Regions from separate parts of the Zea mays genome. Here region 2 is linked to region 1. The links are chromatin contacts, called in public Hi-C maps. All regions are on one chromosome and are shown on one strand. Each heading gives the region's core, a stretch centred on a gene start, on an enhancer-like site or on the middle of the called end of the contact. The rest is flanking DNA. Distances are from core to core; before and after follow the strand shown.

Region 1 (3,372 bases), core at 277-2,776:
AACAATACACTTTTCTAACAATTTTGTTATGGAATGGATTGCTAAAAATGGACAGAATTATGAATGCTTGATACTTCAATTGGAAACAAACCAAGCCTACCCCAAAAATGTAGACATGCCAGCAACTAAACCAATACCAGGGGTGTTGTACAGAAACATAAAAAGGCAACATTACATAAACCAAAAGTAGGCTCTCACACAAATAGTGGACCTAATAAGAAATTTGATTGTTTTTTCATGTTAAGTCAATGCACTATTGTTTTTATGCCTGCATGTCCGATGTGGTTAATTGATTATCATACAACTTAATGCCAACAAAGGTCAATAAGAAAGTATAACAAAACGTGATGCACTAATAATCTAACATGCATCAGTTTCATCCAGGGCCTACAGCATATAATCTAACATGCATCAGTTACATCCAGGGCCTATAGCATAAATGCATAATATTGGTTTAGGTTTAGACTATATTACTATATTGGAAAATATAGTAATAAACTAATTATACAGTACAGAAGCGTGGCATACCTGATCAGAATTCCTTCCATGAGAGCTCTGGTCAGTGGTAAGCTCTTGGTGAGATGAGAACTGCATGTATACATTCCTTCCCCTAAAATGTCAAACATGATGCACAAAAAATGATAAATCACATATAGGATGGGATGTTAAACTCAATTGTTAAAAATAGGGTATTCTTAAGTTCAACACTTCGCAACAAAAAAGCCCAAAAACATATCCTCAGCATCCATAAATTTAAACACATTAGCTACCAGGCATATGGCTATGCTACTTGGCAGCTTACATCGTAACACATGTATGAATGTCTCTTTTGGAGCCCTTGGCATCCATAAGGCATTGCGGCCAATACGCATAGACTGCATTACCTTATGCTAGGTTGAACAGAAGTGTAATATTGCAGCGCGCTCACGGAAGCATGGAGGTCTTCCATCTGCAGAAGAGCCTGAGCCACAAAACAAAACAACCAGAAGTAAGCAATACCTATAGTCAATCTACTCAGTCAAATGCTGGAAAGAAGAAATGACCCACTTGGTTCTTGGCACGCAACATGACGATCTTGGAGACCATGCCGAACGGCTGCAGCAGCTGAAGGAGATCAGACTGCAAAACAGCAGCAGAGTGGCGGAATATAGCCATTAAAAATCAAATTTTTCCATAAATCAAACAATCCGATTCGAATTTGATCCGAAAAAACAAAATCCAAAAGGTTCGAGATTCCCCTTAACTGATCCCCTACATACCTCGGCAATCTCGTGCCCGACGTTGCGGATGTGGATTACCTTGGACGGCTCTGACATCCTCCCGCACTGTAACACAGGCAACAGCCAAAAATCACCAAGAAATTGGTCGGTCGCGAAACTATCGAGGAAACGGGGAGAAGAGAGATCTACAGCCAAAGCTCCAATCTTCTGGCAACAAACATTACCTTGTTGAGAGGGTTTAAGAGGGAGAGAGATCTAGGGTTTTGCCGTCGGCTGACGCTGCGGCGAAGAGAGAGAGAAGGGAGGGGGGCACGGCAGTAGTGTATTTGTCTTCTGGATTCAGCAGAAAAGGATAGTGATGACGCCTTGTTGTACCCGACTCCTGACTCCTGAGTCAGGCGAGCGCTTGATTTGGGCAGGCAGAGACCACCTTCGTGGTCATCGGCTGCTACAAGGATGTCTTTATTCATCTGTGAAAAAATTCTCTATTTAACACGTTCCCTTATTCAACATTAAATGATAAAAACTTCTTTATTTAACATCGGTTTTATATTTCTCAATCTCTCCACCTCTCTTCTATGCTCCTTTAAATCACGAGTTCTAAAGAATTCATATTCTTTGGAACAGTATGTCACACCGTCTGTAGATCTAACTTTTGTGTTAGACAAAAACTTGTAATTCCTATGTTGTGCAAATTATATGTACTACTAAAAGTCACATGAAGGGGGTGATTTTTTAGACTGACAACGGATGAAGAGAACCCCACCTGAATTTTATTGACTCTAGCAATGACTAAGTCACGTCTTAACAACCTCGTTTATAAGGGAAACGAAGCAACCCCTTACATGATGTTGTGGCAGACCACATATTACAGACAACTGCAAAGCACAGCGCAGTAAGGACTTTAACAACAGAGAGGAAACAGAGAAGGCAAACATAACACGACGCAGGTTTAAGCGGCCGAAACGACGACAGTCGTATGACGACTACAATGAGAGCAACATACTCATCGGCATACTAAAGCCAATGTGCATCTAGACCTCCCCTCGTAGCTACGTGTGTCCCACTTTTGGCCATCTGCCATGCAACACAGACGGGGACTAAGGGAGGCAGGAGGCACACTGACCACAACATACTGCAAATGACGACCTCCCTTTGAGCAAACAGAAGCACTTGACGACGCATCCGAGATCTGAAAGGGAAATGTGCCCTTGGGCCATTTCTAAAGTATTTTGGTGATTGAGTGCCAACACAAGCGCTTAAATGTGAATCTATGCCCATGGATGAACAAAGTGCAAATCAAGAGCAAAGGTATGTTTCTAAGTCTTAGTGCATTGGTTTTGTGTACTAATATACGTGTCTAAGTATCAGAAACAGAAAGAAGAAGAAAAGAGAAGAGTTGGCTGTGTACAGCCAAGAGGCTGTTTCGGTCTGGGGCACCGGACTGTCCGGTGGTGCACCGGACAGTGTCCGGTGCGCCAGGCTGCCTCGGGCGAAGTGGCCGCTCTCGGGAATTCGCCGACGACGTACGGCTAAAATTCACCGGACTGTCCGGTGTGCACCGGACTGTCCGGTGAGCCAACGGTCGGCTGGGCCAACGGTCGGCCGCGCGATCTACGCGGGACACGTGGCCGAGCCAACGGTCGGAAGGGGGCACCGGACTGTCCGGTGTGCACCGGACATGTCCGGTGCGCCAACGGCTCCCGCATCTGCAACGGTCGGCTTCGCTATTTAAGGAAGGAAATCGGGCACCGGACAGTGTCCGGTGTGCACCGGACTGTCCGGTGCGCCCGACGACAGAAGGCAAGGGTGGCCTTCCAGATTTGTTCTCAACGGCTCCTAGCTGCCTTGGGGCTATAAAAGGGACCCCTAGGCGCATGGAGGAAGAGACCAAGCAACCTTAGAGCATTCTTGATCATCCACACTCAGTCTTTGCGCATTCGTTTGTCATTCTCAGTGATTCGAGCTCCGTTCTAGTGAGAACTTTGAGATAGTCTTTTGAGCTCGATTCTTGGCCATGTGTGTGCGCATTTTGCTGTGGATTTGTGTGTGTTGCTTCCCTCCCTTACTCCGTATTTCTCTGTGAATCTCAAGTGTAAGGGCGAGAGACTCCAAGTTGTGGAGATTCCTCGCAAACGGGATATTGAAAGGA
Region 2 (3,155 bases), core at 114-2,613, 180 kb before region 1:
CCTAAAGAACCTTTGGTGGGCATGTAACATGTTTCTATACTTATTATTGCACTCTCAACATAGGTTTATGATTTTGTTTCTATTAGCTGGGTGGAGTGTCACCCTATTGCAGCAGCCTGACCAGTTTCTCAAATATGCATAACTGGCAGTAAATCCTAGGAACCACACATGACACACTGTATTAATTAGTCCCCCCATGATAGTCTGTATAAGTTGTGCACTGGCAAAAGGGAACTGTTGAATTCTGTAATCCAAATAAAATCTCCTCCATGACACAGGATCAAATAGAACTTCCTACAAGATCAGCTACTATTTGAAATAGAACTTCCTAAGTGAGAGGCCGCTCAGGACTTTCATGTCGAAAGAATGATTTCTTACAAACTCTAGGAAGTATTATTGCTTCAGTTCCTCTTCTGTTGCCTTCTTTTAACCTGATCTTTGTTGGCTCACTCACTTCGACATTGTGCAGCGCAATATTACCGGCACTTTTTCGTGTTTGTTTCTTCCTCGACTCTTATTTGCATTTACATATTTGCAATGTCAGCACTGTAGGCCTTCAAACACTCTCCAGCTTCTTTGGGGCTTCCGATACAGATCAGACGGCAGGCCTAGCATCTACAGCCAAGGATGCCTGAACAACTTCCTCGAAGTCTTCTGTAGCAAGACAAAGCCTTCCAAACACAGGTTCCGGGCCTACACAAGTTCCTGTCTGTAAATTGCGAATGCAGTGTGCATGCGTCTCGGGCTGGCCCTTTGCAATCCTCTCGCACCTCACAGGCTCGTAAGGAGCACAGATTCATGTGCAGTTAGGTTTCCTGAAGACCTAAACCGCGTGATCTGATCTGATATTCTGATGCCCACTGAGTTGAATTCCCATCATTCAAGGCATCCAACAAGAGACGACCTAAACTCTTCGTCTGCTTCTGGAATTGGGTCTTGGAACGTTGGTGTCTGCTTTTTGTTTCTGGTGGGAACCCGTCCTGATTCCTCGAGGGTATCTTCTGCTGGTCTCCTGGGTTCTGACTACTGCCAAGGACTTTACTGGAGGACTGGAGCATGTTGATGTCGAAGCCGGCTGTGCTGGAGGACTTTACTGCTGGTCTTCTTGCATTGCAACGGTTCTTCTCATGGAATTCCATTTATGTGCAACTGGAAGCTAGAATGTGAGCATATCTAGCGCAACTATACATATTGGTGTAGCAGTGCAACCAAGATAAGTAGAGGCAGGAAGATTTTTTTATTATTATTTTTGCTGCAACGCAAGTCGCAGCGTGTTTCTGAAAGCGACTAGCACTTGCTGAGCTCGCAATTGGCCCTGAATCACGTCGACCAAGTCCACTTGCTGACTTCGCAATTGTTTGTTGACTGCGCAGGTGGTCAGGGCGCCGCAGTTCTGAGTTTGGCGGTTGTTTGTGCTGCGTTAACTCGCAAGTCAAAGTGATCAGGGCGCCGCCGCAGTTCTGAAACGCGTGGGTTTTTAAAGAGAACAATAATATCATGAAAGGATTTGACTATTTAACAATCTTTTGAACAATAATATCACGGAAGACTTAACAATTATTCAACGACCATTTAATGGAACATGTAGTGCGTTATACGTGGTACTATCTTAGTGTTGCTACTCTATCCAATTATCTGTGGTGATGTTGAATGGATGATTGAATAACGATAGAATTTATGTAATGGTATTTAGATGGATATACTTGATATTCACACAATGTATTATTTTGACATATGCTTAATCTCTGTCGGCATGGATGACCTGATGGGTGACTCATACCTGTATGGGTACTGTTGACGCCCGTAGCGGTGCCCTCTGCACAGGGGCGGACGGTCCGCGCGCAGGGGCCGGACGGTCCGCGACCTGGTGCGAGGCGCGACGATGCTCTCTGGTCAGGCGCGGACGGTCCGCGACCTGGTGCAGGAGCTCGGGTTCTCTGCCTTACGGCCGGACGGTCCGCACCCTAGGGCCGGACGGTCCGCGCGTGCGCAGGGGCGGCGGAAGATCGCCGGCGGCGCCTGGATCTCGCTCCCGGGACGGACCCCGTCGGGGAGGAGAGATCCTAGGAGTTGTCTAAGCTCGAATAGACCGACCTAGACTCCTCTAATCGACGTAGAGTCGAGGAGAGGCAGAAGATTTGGGGATCGAGAGGCTAAACCTAAACTAGACTAGAACTACTCCTACGATAAAATGCGAAATAGAAGTTGTATTGATTCGATTGTTGATGATTAATCGGCCGTAGACCTCTCTATTTATAGAGGAGGGGGGCTGGACCCTTTACACAACTGATTCCGAGCTAATCCTGCGAATATAGCTAACAACCGTAGCACAAAACTCGGAACCCTAAACTGCTCTGCGCATGCGCGGACCGTCCGGCCCACAGGCGCAGACTGTCCGGACCGCGGACCGTCCGGCCTCAGGGCTGGACCGTCCGCCAGCTCAAAAGTGTGCTCAACATATGCCCCCCTGCCTTTTGGTGGACCTGAGCAAACCAAAAGCAACTAACTCGATGTGATTACATCGGTTCTCTTAGGCATCTTGCCACATACTAGGATGGTACTGTTTGAGGAAACGCCCATTCAAAGCCTTAGACAAATCCTTGCCTTGTAATGTTTGTAGCAAATAGGCGTTGCCAGACATCACCTGTTTTACTTTATAAGGACCCTCCCAGCTTGGCGACCATTTCCCAAACTTCCGGTCTTTATTCCTTAGCGGTAGAATGGTCTTCCACACCAGGTCCCCTACTTGAAATGATTTTGTTTTGACCTTCTTGTTGTAGGCCCTGGCTACCATGATCTTGTCCTTTTCTATTGCTTCCAAAGCTATCATCCTCTTGTCAGTCACCTCATCAATATTATCCATCATTGAATTATAATAATCAGTAACAGTTAGATCATTTTGTCTGGCAAACCTGACAGCATTCAAACTTATTTCCACAGGCAACACTGCTTCCTGCCATAGACAAGCTCAAAAGGAGATACTTTAGTAGCCCTATGTTTAGATATTATATGAGCCCATAAAGCTTCAGACAAAATCTTATGCCAATGTTTAGGATTATCGGATATCTTCTTTTTTATCAAATTAATCAATGTCCTATTACTAGACTTCGCATGTCCATTGGCCTGAGCATAATATGGAGATGAATTAAGTAGCT

What was found. A called contact is a pair of places that touch in the nucleus more often than the background predicts.
Region 2: a Hi-C map of leaf shows a contact between it and region 1, with 5 times the contacts expected there. The contact joins the enhancer-like site here to the promoter of LOC100383343 in region 1. A contact is called at or near these places in 6 of 25 Hi-C or Micro-C datasets (leaf, seedling and tassel).

Annotation. Positions count from the first base shown.
Region 1 is chr8:102,887,613-102,890,984 of Zm-B73-REFERENCE-NAM-5.0, reverse strand. LOC100383343 (Polypyrimidine tract-binding protein homolog 3) reads right to left here and starts at 1,526. Exons shown (of 15, transcript NM_001175999.1): 1 at 1,445-1,526; 2 at 1,260-1,325; 3 at 1,048-1,119; 4 at 885-961; 5 at 529-610. The coding sequence starts at 1,316.
Region 2 is chr8:103,071,954-103,075,108 of Zm-B73-REFERENCE-NAM-5.0, reverse strand. No RefSeq gene overlaps it. Among protein-coding and RNA genes, the nearest start is that of LOC100280167, 70 kb to the left of the region's middle. Within about 2 kb of position 1,363, at least 6 of the 20 cell types and tissues checked have an H3K27ac peak or open chromatin away from gene starts, as enhancers often do. A contact at or near this core is called in leaf, where this site is marked.